Linked DNA regions of Bicyclus anynana: region 2 is linked to region 1. A link is a contact called in public Hi-C data. All regions are on one chromosome and are shown on one strand. The core of a region is the stretch at or near the end of the contact, and the rest is flanking DNA. Distances in the headings are between cores, read along the strand shown. Region 1 overlaps LOC112046846 (klarsicht protein). Region 2 overlaps LOC112046846 (klarsicht protein).

Region 1 (5,249 bases), core at 1,249-3,748:
TCGTTCTCGGTTTGTTCCATGCGCTGAAATAATACATTAAGATTAGGTAATACATGTCAAACTAACTGATTAATGATTCTTGTTATGTTAGATCATAGATATTGATTGTAGAAGATCCCAAAATGCATACAACCTTCTACATATTAATGGCAACAAGTCAGGTCGAAAGAAAAGGTGTTTAATTGCGTTTTTGCGTGCACTCTGGTAATGCTGTATATGCGACTGATTTATCATATCACCGACGGCCCTCAACTGCTAGACATAGGCATATTGTAGGGACTTCCAAACACATCTTGAGCAGTCTGTGTAAAGCTACTCCCAGCGACTTTTCGTTTTCCGACTTTAAAACCATCCATCGGCTCTTCGAACTCCGCTCATTTCTAACGACAGGTTGAACTAAGCTAGGTAATAGTGGACTTTTGAGAAAATTCAGGAAAATTCGGATCCGACACGGAAAGATTCTTCGAATATATCTCTCTGCGTCGACCACTGAGTAACTCTGAGCTTTGTTTTATGCGGTTTATAGGTAGCGAATGATTAGTTCATCATCATCATTATTAGCCGATGGATACCCACTGCTAAACATAGGCCTCTTGCACGGACACGGACACATCAAGTTCTCGAGCTCTCATCATCGCTCATCGTCATCTCGCTAGATATCCTCGGTCCACCCAGTGGGGTCTACTAACACTACGCTTTCTGTTGTGGGGTCGCCATTTCAGGTCCTTAGGACCCCAATGTACATCGGCTCTTCACTTCACGACTCGCTATGAGCTATGTCAGTGACTTTGATTCTTCTGCGGATCTCCTCATATCTGATTCGATCACGTAGTAAAACTCCAAACATAGCTCGCTCCATCGCCCTCTTTTAGTAGCTTTTCGTCTTCTTAAGGCTCCTAGTTAGCGACCAAGCCTCGAATCCGTAAGTTATCAATGGCAACAAGCAATGTTTGAAGACTTTCGTCTTCGGACACTGAGGAATTGAGGAATGAATAGTCAGTACCTAGATAAGTAAATAAGACTATCGTCGTCGTTAACCCATATTCGGCTCACTGCTGAGCTCGAGTCTCCTCTCAGAATAAGAGGGGTAAGGCCAATAGTCCACCACGCTGGCCCAATGCGGATTGGTAGACTTCACACACGCAAAGAATTAAGATAATTCTCTGGTATGTAGGTTTCCTCACGATGTTTTCCTTCACCGTTTGAGACACGTGACATTTAATTTCTTAAAATGCACACAACTGAAAAGTTGGAGGTACATGCAAGTTATCTATGGCAGCATGCAATGTTCGAAGACTTCCGTCTTCAGACACTGAGGTATTGAGGAATGAATAGTCAGTACCTAGATAAGTAAATAAGACTGTACCTTGGCAATGGCCCGGTGTGCAGGTGAGTTAGGCGCCAGCGCGGCCTGAAGACGCTGCGCGAGCTCTCGCAGTGCGCTGAGGCGACGCGCGCGGCAACCGGCGCCTTCGCTGTCGCCATCCGATATACCCGAGTCCGATAGCGAGTCACATGTCGACCCACCCTGCAAACAATCACACTGTAGATACTTTCATTGAAGTGATAACTTCTTATGGGAGGGTAAGTTATTTCGTAACGTAACGCGTTACCGCGCCCTCTTTCTGGCTTCTCTTTCTCTCACGCTTACTGTCAAGCGTCCTAAGATGAACACGTTTTTGCGTAAAGCCTAAAATTTTCCCTATTAGGGCGAACGTGGCTAAATATAGTCCACGTCCTTCATTGTCTGCCAGTCGGTCCTTAGTCAAGTCATGCTTTAGTAAGGCGAAGTTTGCCTTGATAAGTCCAGCGAGAAAATATAATTAATCACTTAGAGCACTCTTGATCAACATCACTCTTTCACGTGCACCTATACAGATTTATATACAACTAGCGGACGCCCGCGACTTCGTCCGCGTGGAATTCAGTTTTTCACAAAACCCGCGAGAACCATGGATTTTCCCGGAATGAAAAGTAGCCCATGTGTTAATCCAGAGTAAAATCTATTTCCATTCCAAATTTCAGCCAAATCGCTTCAGTAGCCGCAGCGTAAAAGAGGAACAAACATACTTACACATTTTCACACATACATACAAACTTTCACCTTTCTAATATTACTGTGATAAAATGCATCCTACTTTATACAATAAAATTGTATGATACAGCAAATTAAAGAAAATAAAAAAAGAGCTACATGTAATTCCTACAAATTTCCCGCCCAAATCCCCACTGTCAACCCCAATACCTTATTCCAACATATAACTCTGTCTTTAATGAAACTCTCGCTCTATATTAAGACATTATCTCGCGATCTGTAAGCTAGACACACAAAACATTAACAATCTGCAAGAGCCCTTGAATTCGATGGAAAAAGCAAATAAAGCGCTACCTTTTTCTTATCCAGAAGCGATGCAGCGAGTTGTCTGATATGCGCGGCCAGCTCAGAGTGGTCCGCCAGCGCTGTGCCGCGGTCGTGCAGCGCTTGAAGCGTGGCAAGGTCCCCGCGCAAGGCGCCCTGTAGCTCGCGTAGCGCGCTCTCCCACTCGGCCCACGCGCATACCGCCTTCTCTAGTGACAGCAGCTCGTTTGATGTGCTGGAAAGAGATAACAATCAATTAAAAAAAAATTTGTTAATCGTAAATTATAAGCATTCAAATTTTGATTAGAAAATTTCCTATTGTTCTCTCTGTATAATCTCTAGGATTAAAGCCCAGTGGATATGACTCTGCCTCCGATTCCTGAGGATGTGGGTTTTGGGGCATTTTAAGAAATAAGTGATATTTAATTTAATGTCTCAAACGGTAAAGGAAAACATCGTGAGGAAACCTGCATACCAGAGGATTCTCTTAATTCTCTGCGTGTGTGAAGTCTGCCAATCCGCATTGGGCCAGCGTGGTGGACTATTGGCCTAACACGTCATAATCAGCAGTGAGCCGAATGATAATGATGAAAGGTGATACATTTTTTTTATTAAAAAAACAATTAAAGTTGGTTTTTAAAATTTCCATTTTAAGCTTAAACTCTTGTTCCTCAAACTTGGTCAATTAAACTTAATTTCGAAGGCAGGAAAAATTCAACAGATCTTGTCAATGCTCTACAAAAAAACTGTCAAATTTTTACCATTTTCGGATAATAGTAAAAAGAAAAACTTTTAAAAACATTACGGAAGTTTTACAAAATATTTTTAAAAATGCAGTTGCCAAAAATTTCAATTTAAGATCTTCCATCTTAGATTGCATCTTTACTTACTTGTAAAGAGGAGGATGAATTACTACACGAAATATGCCGGTAGCGGCGTTATATGGTTGTGGCTGGTGGCCCGTGGGCAGGAGCCCTTAGTGTAAAGCAAAGTGTTATTCACCGTTGGTGCGCGTCGTCCCAGGCGGCCAGCAGCGCGGTGAGGTCGGCGGTGAGCCCGCTGTCGTCCGACTCCAGCTCGCCCAGCGCGCGCCGCACCGACACCGTCAGCTTCAGCATCGACACCTTGCACTCCAGCAGGCGGGAGAGACGCTCCTGTGAACGACAGATTCATTATTATATGTATTGAAGAAATAGTAGTCAGAGACGGTTATGACTTCGCTCGATCTCGTGTTAGCTTGTGCGACTAGTTTCCGTAAAGAGTAGGGAGTTAGAGAGGGGTAGCGATCGGTTGGCATAAACGATTTGTGTTTCGTATATTTGTGAAGTTCGAGCCGGCTACATTTTTGTTGTGTAATTCTTTATGGGTACTTGGGATAGGCGGGGGGAGTGACTTGAGTGGAAAAGGGGAGGGTTAGTTAACTGACGTCTTTAACCGTACACACAACGCGTCACAAGTGCGCGACTCCACTCAAGGTAATTCTCTGCCATTGGGTCTTATTTTACTACAGTTTGATTTGTATATGTTGTCCTGACAAATATTCTGAATCAGACCCTTTGTTTGACATTGGGTTTTTTGCATCTACTTTGGAGTCTGCTAAGTCTTTATAATATTAGTTGGTACAGATAAATCTTTAATAGGCCAGAGAATACTCGTTCATATTAAAAGAGCTCATAGTTGGTAAGCGGTTGAATATAAAACCAGTCCTATCAGATATCTGACAGTTGTTTTACACGCCGGTAAACTTGATTCACATCACGCGCTCCAATTCATATGTACCTACTTCTACCCGTTGAGAGGTTGCCAGAACACTTGTAACAGGTTGTATAACAATAAATTGATTGAGTGTGATAAATCAGAAGCATTTTTACATTTGGCTGAATCGATAATAACCTTTGCCAAGCATTTATGTAGGTTATTTAATATATACTCAAGTAATATTAAATAAGCTACGTGTGTTATGCAAGCATGCGTTACCTACTTTTCAGAAGTTAATCGCAATCTATACTAATATTATAAAGCTGAAGAGTTTGTTTGTTTGTTTTGAATTTTTTTTTTCAGTATTAGATAGCCCATTTATCGAGAAAGGCTATAGGCTATTATCCCCATATTCCTACGTGAACGGAACCACGCGGATGAAACCGTGCGGTGTCAGCTAGTTACTAATATCGCCGCTAGCGCTAGCGACTTCGTCCGCCCTTAGATCTATTTAATCCAGCACTATCGCAAAATCCGTTCTTAGTGGATAACTAACTATAAACTACCTCCCTGACATATTTTAGTTTTGTACATAAAACGATTTTCGATGTACGAGTATAATAAGATGATTAAGTTAAGCGATTATGCGATTTTCCGCGAAAATCCGTCGAATTCAGACGATAACACCAGACCATTAAATCCTGTAAGCCTTTTCAATATTGTTATTTGATTTTTGTAATAAAATACTAGGATCGGATTCATCTTCAAGAGAGTTTTGCTAAGCTTTCAAGTTTATCCAGATTTGCAAGCAACATGAGGTTTTTTATGGAGTTTCCTTTACCTTTAGCTCCTCAATCCTCCCAACAAAGACCCCTGTACCCTGGTGTGCGCCTGGGGCGCCGTGTTACGAGGCTCGCAGACATCGTCAAGAGTTTATTATGAATAGGTATATACCAAGCCAAGTTGCGAGTTATATGAGGTTTTATGTGGAGTTTTCTTTACCTTGAGCTCCTCGAGCCTCCGGTTCAACAACGCCCTGGTGTGCGCCTGCGGCGCCTTGTTACCAGGCTTGCAGACATCGTCAAGAGTTTCTTATGAATATACCAAGCCAAGTTGCAAGTTACATGAGGTTTTATATGGAGTTTCCCTTTCCTTGAGCTCCTCAATCCTCCTGTTCAGCTGTGCCCTCTTG
Region 2 (5,313 bases), core at 831-3,330, 35 kb after region 1:
TTATGATTTAGGCGCTACAGTTCAATTTCGAATATCGTATTTATAGTATTAGTTAATGTTATCATCATACATTATTCTTTATATTAATATACAATAAATAGAAAGAAAAATTACAATTTACACTTACAATTTCTTCGTATCTCCCAAACAAGTATCTCCATGCATTTATTTAACTTGACATTATGCTAATTCATGCGGCATTCATTGATATTCATCCACTGTTATAATTGCATAGCAATGAGTTACTATTCTCATAGACAGTTCAGTTATTAATAGTGCCAAAGCGTATAGAAAATTTCAAGGCCAAAAATAGATGTAAGTTCAGAAAAAGCCAGTTCGAAAAAGCCCAAAATGCTTACAAGACCAATCCTGTTTCTAATTTTAAGATAAATAACGGCAAGTTTTTTTTTTTATTTACAGGAATATTTCTAGAAATGTTGACAAGAGATGGGTGTTAATTGACTGAAACTCCATTTTGATTTGCAAACTGAAACATTTATTCTTGTAAACATTTATACAAAGGTCGCTAATATTTTCTTTTTATTTTACATTTCGTTTTAAATAAAATCAATTAACAACCTAACCCTAATCAACATATTTTAATACAATTTACAAAAATCGCAACGTGTAATATTACTAACGGAGTTCAGTCAAATCACATATTGATATAAACCTCTAATATTATGCGAGACCCTTCTATATTATTATTTATTTAAATTTAATATATTACACAACCAAATTAACAAGTTACTTCTAAAGTACCGCGCAATCACAGTTAATCACGTTAATAAATTAAACAGATTATAAATTAAATAACTTAAGTATCTTAGCTCTTTTATAATCTGTGGTGGCAAATGTCAAACATGACATCTGTCATTTCGATGTGTCTAATGTCAGTCAGTTTTAAAGCATTGGTTACACCGAATAAATTATCAAGCCTGCCTGAACCTGCACCGTTAACTTTATATAGATAATAAATATATCACTGGTATATATCTAAAAGTTAGTTTCATTGTTCTAGCACCGAATAGTTGCCTCCAAAATAAAGGAAGGGGATTAAATTTGAGGGAAAAGGGATTAAAAATAAACAGGCAGTTAGTAAAGACTACACATAACGATCACAACACACATGGTTAGTTAGTAAATAAACTCAAAACAAACAAAATAAAAAAAAATATAAGTAAATGAAAATAAATATGTGATTTGAATATGTGACACAATTTCACTATGATCAAAATAATTAAAAAGCAACAAGTTTTTGTTTATTTATTAAACTATAATTAACAAGTGAAATCGTGTCCAACTCGTTCTATAAAAAAAAACCACTCTCACATATAAATTAGCATGGTTTATACATCAGCTGTCAACTGTCAAAGCGTATGGGAGTTTGACAGGTGTCACCCAACTATAAATAATGTAAATAAATACTAATACGTACTGCGTTTGTCAGACTAACATATTATTACACAAATGCTTTATACTTTGTACCTACACATTTTATATATGACTAACAAATTATTTTAATTATATGGAATGTAGAGTAGTATTAAATAGTTAATTAGTGTATATTGAATAATTTAGTAAGTTGATTAAATAAGTAATAAATGTTATCTAGCCTAGGGGACGCTCATCAACCGTCGAGCAAAAGTTATTATACGAATAATAATTGAAGCTTCACTTCAAAGAGTAGGTTTACAGCACAAAAATTGTAATATAAAATAGTCAGGAGTGAACTAAAGAAAACATATCATTGTTGATTTCTTCTCTAAAGAACACGCTGGGCTTTTACTGTTATAACAAAATCAAGGAACTCTGTGTGAAATAGTTACAATCGATTTGCTATTTTTACACTACATAAAGACAGCAAATCGATTGGACGACTTAACGTTCACTTTTCAAAAAATTTCTTTGTCCTAGTTCGATTTCGATTTTCAATCTGACAATCGCAGCGCACCTAACGCGTATACTTACATATATGAGAAAAAATATCACACAAGCCCATGCCAAATGTCATTGAATGTGTATGTATACTATGACTAATATAGAGAAGGCGGTGACGGCGAGACAGAGGCGCGCGCGCAGGCACGTCTGGCGGACGCTCACGCACGAGCGGCTGTCGTCCGCGTCGCTGTAGCTACTACTGTAATCGGTATCGAATGGGGTCCTTACGTAGTCGAACGCGCGCAGGATGTCGGGCGACGCGTCGTGGCGCGCCATCAGCGCCTCCGTCACTTCCAGTTGCGTGCTCGAGCGGCGCACCAGCGACCGCACCTCTTCAGACTCCGAGTCTGAGTCTCCCCAATTCCTCCGGCTGTGCTTCGGCGACGAGGACTCCCCTTCCGAGTCCGCGCTCCCCGTTGAACGTCTACGCATTTCCGAAAGCGCGACTTTTTGCAACTCGCTCTCCCCGTCTTTCTCCTTGCGTCGTCTACTCAACGAGTCCAGTATGTCCGGTCGGTTGTTGACTTCGGTGTATTCCAGCGAACTGTTGACTTCGTCGCTTGTCAGATTTGAGCTGTGACGTCTGCGGCTCAACGCTTGGATGTTGAGGAGATCGAATTCGGGGGAGCGTTTGCTGTTCTTTCTTTCGCTTTCGGAGGGTTTGCGTCTTCGGACGCCGTCGTTGCTTTCTATGCTGGTGTTGTTGCGGGACCTCTCCAGACTGTCGAGGAGGTTCTTTTTGCGTTCAGCGCTCGACATTGATTTTTTGGGCTTTCGGGAGGGAGTCTCCACTGGAGATGTTCTCGTCGGTCTCTTGTATCGAGGCAGGCTGCGTTCTCTAGAGACGTCTGAGGGTGGTCTTCTTCTGCGTGTTCCACTTGGGCTTTGGTCGTTTTCCGGCTGAGCTGATAAGCTTGAGCAACAGTCCGATTGTGAATCTAGGAATGCTCTGTAATCGTCCCCAAATTCTAAAAGACGGCGAGCGGCGTCCGAGTCTGGCGCTTCCGAATATGGCTCCGAGTTATATTTTTCCTGTTGACAAAGAAATTATTTGTTTTAAAATAACACCCGAAAGATACACCAAATTAGTAAATCTCGTAAGATATTTGGATACTAGCGAAAAAAAAAACAGCGTCATCTGGTTATTAGACAAGCGTTATTAAACAAGAATAAAATTTACCTGATAGAAATCCCAAGCTTGTTCAGAGAATGAACTGTGTTCCTCTGTTCCAGCTGTGACACTTTTATCGGAGTCCTTGTCCAAGCAGACGTCCCACATTTGGCTCGGGTTTCCCAAACTCAAGGCCAAAAACGTCCTCTCCCTTTCCATACTCCGAGTGAGTCTTGGCCTCACGGTTCCACCTTCAGGGCCCAATTTAAAGCTAGGGATAGTTAGTTCCGATTCGTTTTGTTCAGGGATGGCACTGTCGGGTTCTTTATTTGATATGTGTGTTTTCTCAATGCTTCTCCGCAGGTTTGCTATGGTCGCCAATTGTTGCTTGATTAGTCCCTCATCGCTGTCATTTCCAGACGTTGAAGTAGTGTCGAACCTAAATAAAAAATACATAATTAATAATTGAGAAATGGCTTTGTGTATAGACTTGCTACGCAAAAAATTTGAATTTTTAATTTTAACTTCAGTATATCTCAAAAAAACAATTAATCGTATTTTTGTGCAATCATTGCAGTTTTAGATTGCATTTGCATCTTCTTAATTCTTCTTAGTTTTGATGATAAATTATAAATTACCAGTTTAATTTTTGCTATTTAATTTAACAATAACCGATAAGTGGTACAAGTATACCCTGTCAGACCGAGATATACATATTTGTTCCTTTTGCCGTGGAGACCCATAGGCCATGGAGTCGCAAAAATTTCTCCGAATTATTTCACTTCAGCTAATTACCTCGACACGACTCGACCAAAAAGCTCGCTTATTTTTGGGGCAAAGAATCAGCCTGGATGCCCAACATTCTTGCCGCTTAAGTTTCTTAAAGTATTCTCTTTCAATATTAACAATAAGTAACGCACCTATTTTTCCTACTAGTAGCCGGGTCGCTAGCAGCGCTCCTCTCATGTTTGTCCTCGATCTCCGGACTGAGTCGGCCACAGAAGGAGAGTGACTTCACCAGTCGTTCTCTCCTCGTGTTGGTGTTGTTGTGGCGACGAAGTTTGAGCCTCTTCCGTCGCAGCCAGCACTGTTTGTCGTTGGCCTCCACACAGGACGTGCACGCCTCCGTCATTGTGTTTGTGCTCGATACGTGACCCTGGTGCGAAATAATCAACATTATATTCGTATTGTCTAATTGTTCAGCTGTTTTTGTTGGTCTTGTTTGTTTCTGTATTTGCTTCAGCATATAACACGCTATAGTGTTTGGACTGCATACTCGTTGACTACCCTTGACTAGACTGACTAGCTAAGTAAAGAGAACTGGCTATATAACTTGCAACTGATTGACGTAGGTACACATAAGTAACGATTAGCTAGGTTAATAGGTATTTTCTACATTAAACCTTTGCGCATAATTCAATTGAACTCAATAATCGATTCCGATTAAGGCAAAATAATAGTGGAAAAATTCTGATTATAGAAATAAAACATTCATAAACTTTTGGGATAAAGCTGGGAACAATTAAAAAGCATGGCAATATTTTTTTAAAGATGTTAGGTCAGACAATCATGACTCTCAAATTCAATATAAACATATTGATTACATTCAGAAATATGCCAAAAAACTGTGCAACAAATATCTATAGTACTCTATCTGAGATGTAATTAAAAAATCGATTAATTACCGCAGCGCCAACGTGAATGGAATGAAGAAATAGTGATCCCATTATAATTGATGACAGGGAATGAATTCGTGCAATTCCCAAACAGAAACAATTCTACATGTAACACAAACACAAATACCAATTTCGTCCTCCATACCTGTACAGTAGTAGAACTTCCTCGCAACTTTGAACTGGAGTTCCCCGGGGTGACTCTAGCGGGTGACGCCAAAGTGTTTAGCGCTGACTCCGATATGGACATGTTGTTGTGCATGGACTCTGTTGTGGGCGTGGCCGTGAGAGAGGTCCCCGCGCCGCTGAGTTGTGACAGGCAAGACACGGACCACGGCCGAGCGCTGGTGCCGTTGCGTTTCTTCCGCAGTGTCACCTAGGGTTAGTTACCTTTGCCTTTTAGCACAAACATATAATGCGTGTTTGTTGGTGAAACAATTGGCGTAAAGTTTTCTTGATGATCTAATATTTTTTTGCGATCGAATCGAGATCAAAGAGAAAAGTTAATTTAAAGCAAGTTTAAATCTCCTAATTTTTCGGTATAAAATGCGCGTTTTAAGATATTGAATCGAATTTTGAGGGTGCTTC

Evidence for each region. A called contact is a pair of places that touch in the nucleus more often than the background predicts.
Region 2: a Hi-C map of whole larva shows a contact between it and region 1, with 2.4 times the contacts expected there. The contact joins two enhancer-like sites. A contact is called at or near these places in 2 of 2 Hi-C or Micro-C datasets (whole body and whole larva).

The regions. Positions count from the first base shown.
Region 1 is chr22:4,576,838-4,582,086 of ilBicAnyn1.1, forward strand. LOC112046846 (klarsicht protein) reads right to left here. Exons shown (of 25, transcript XM_052888461.1): 21 at 3,362-3,513; 22 at 2,390-2,594; 23 at 1,367-1,528; 24 at 1-23. Among protein-coding and RNA genes, the nearest start is that of LOC112046857, 12 kb to the left of the region's middle. Within about 2 kb of position 2,499, at least 8 of the 8 cell types and tissues checked have open chromatin away from gene starts, as enhancers often do.
Region 2 is chr22:4,612,266-4,617,578 of ilBicAnyn1.1, forward strand. LOC112046846 (klarsicht protein) reads right to left here. Exons shown (of 25, transcript XM_052888461.1): 15 at 4,874-5,101; 16 at 3,973-4,208; 17 at 3,122-3,491; 18 at 2,170-2,973. Among protein-coding and RNA genes, the nearest start is that of LOC112046865, 28 kb to the right of the region's middle. Within about 2 kb of position 2,081, at least 8 of the 8 cell types and tissues checked have open chromatin away from gene starts, as enhancers often do.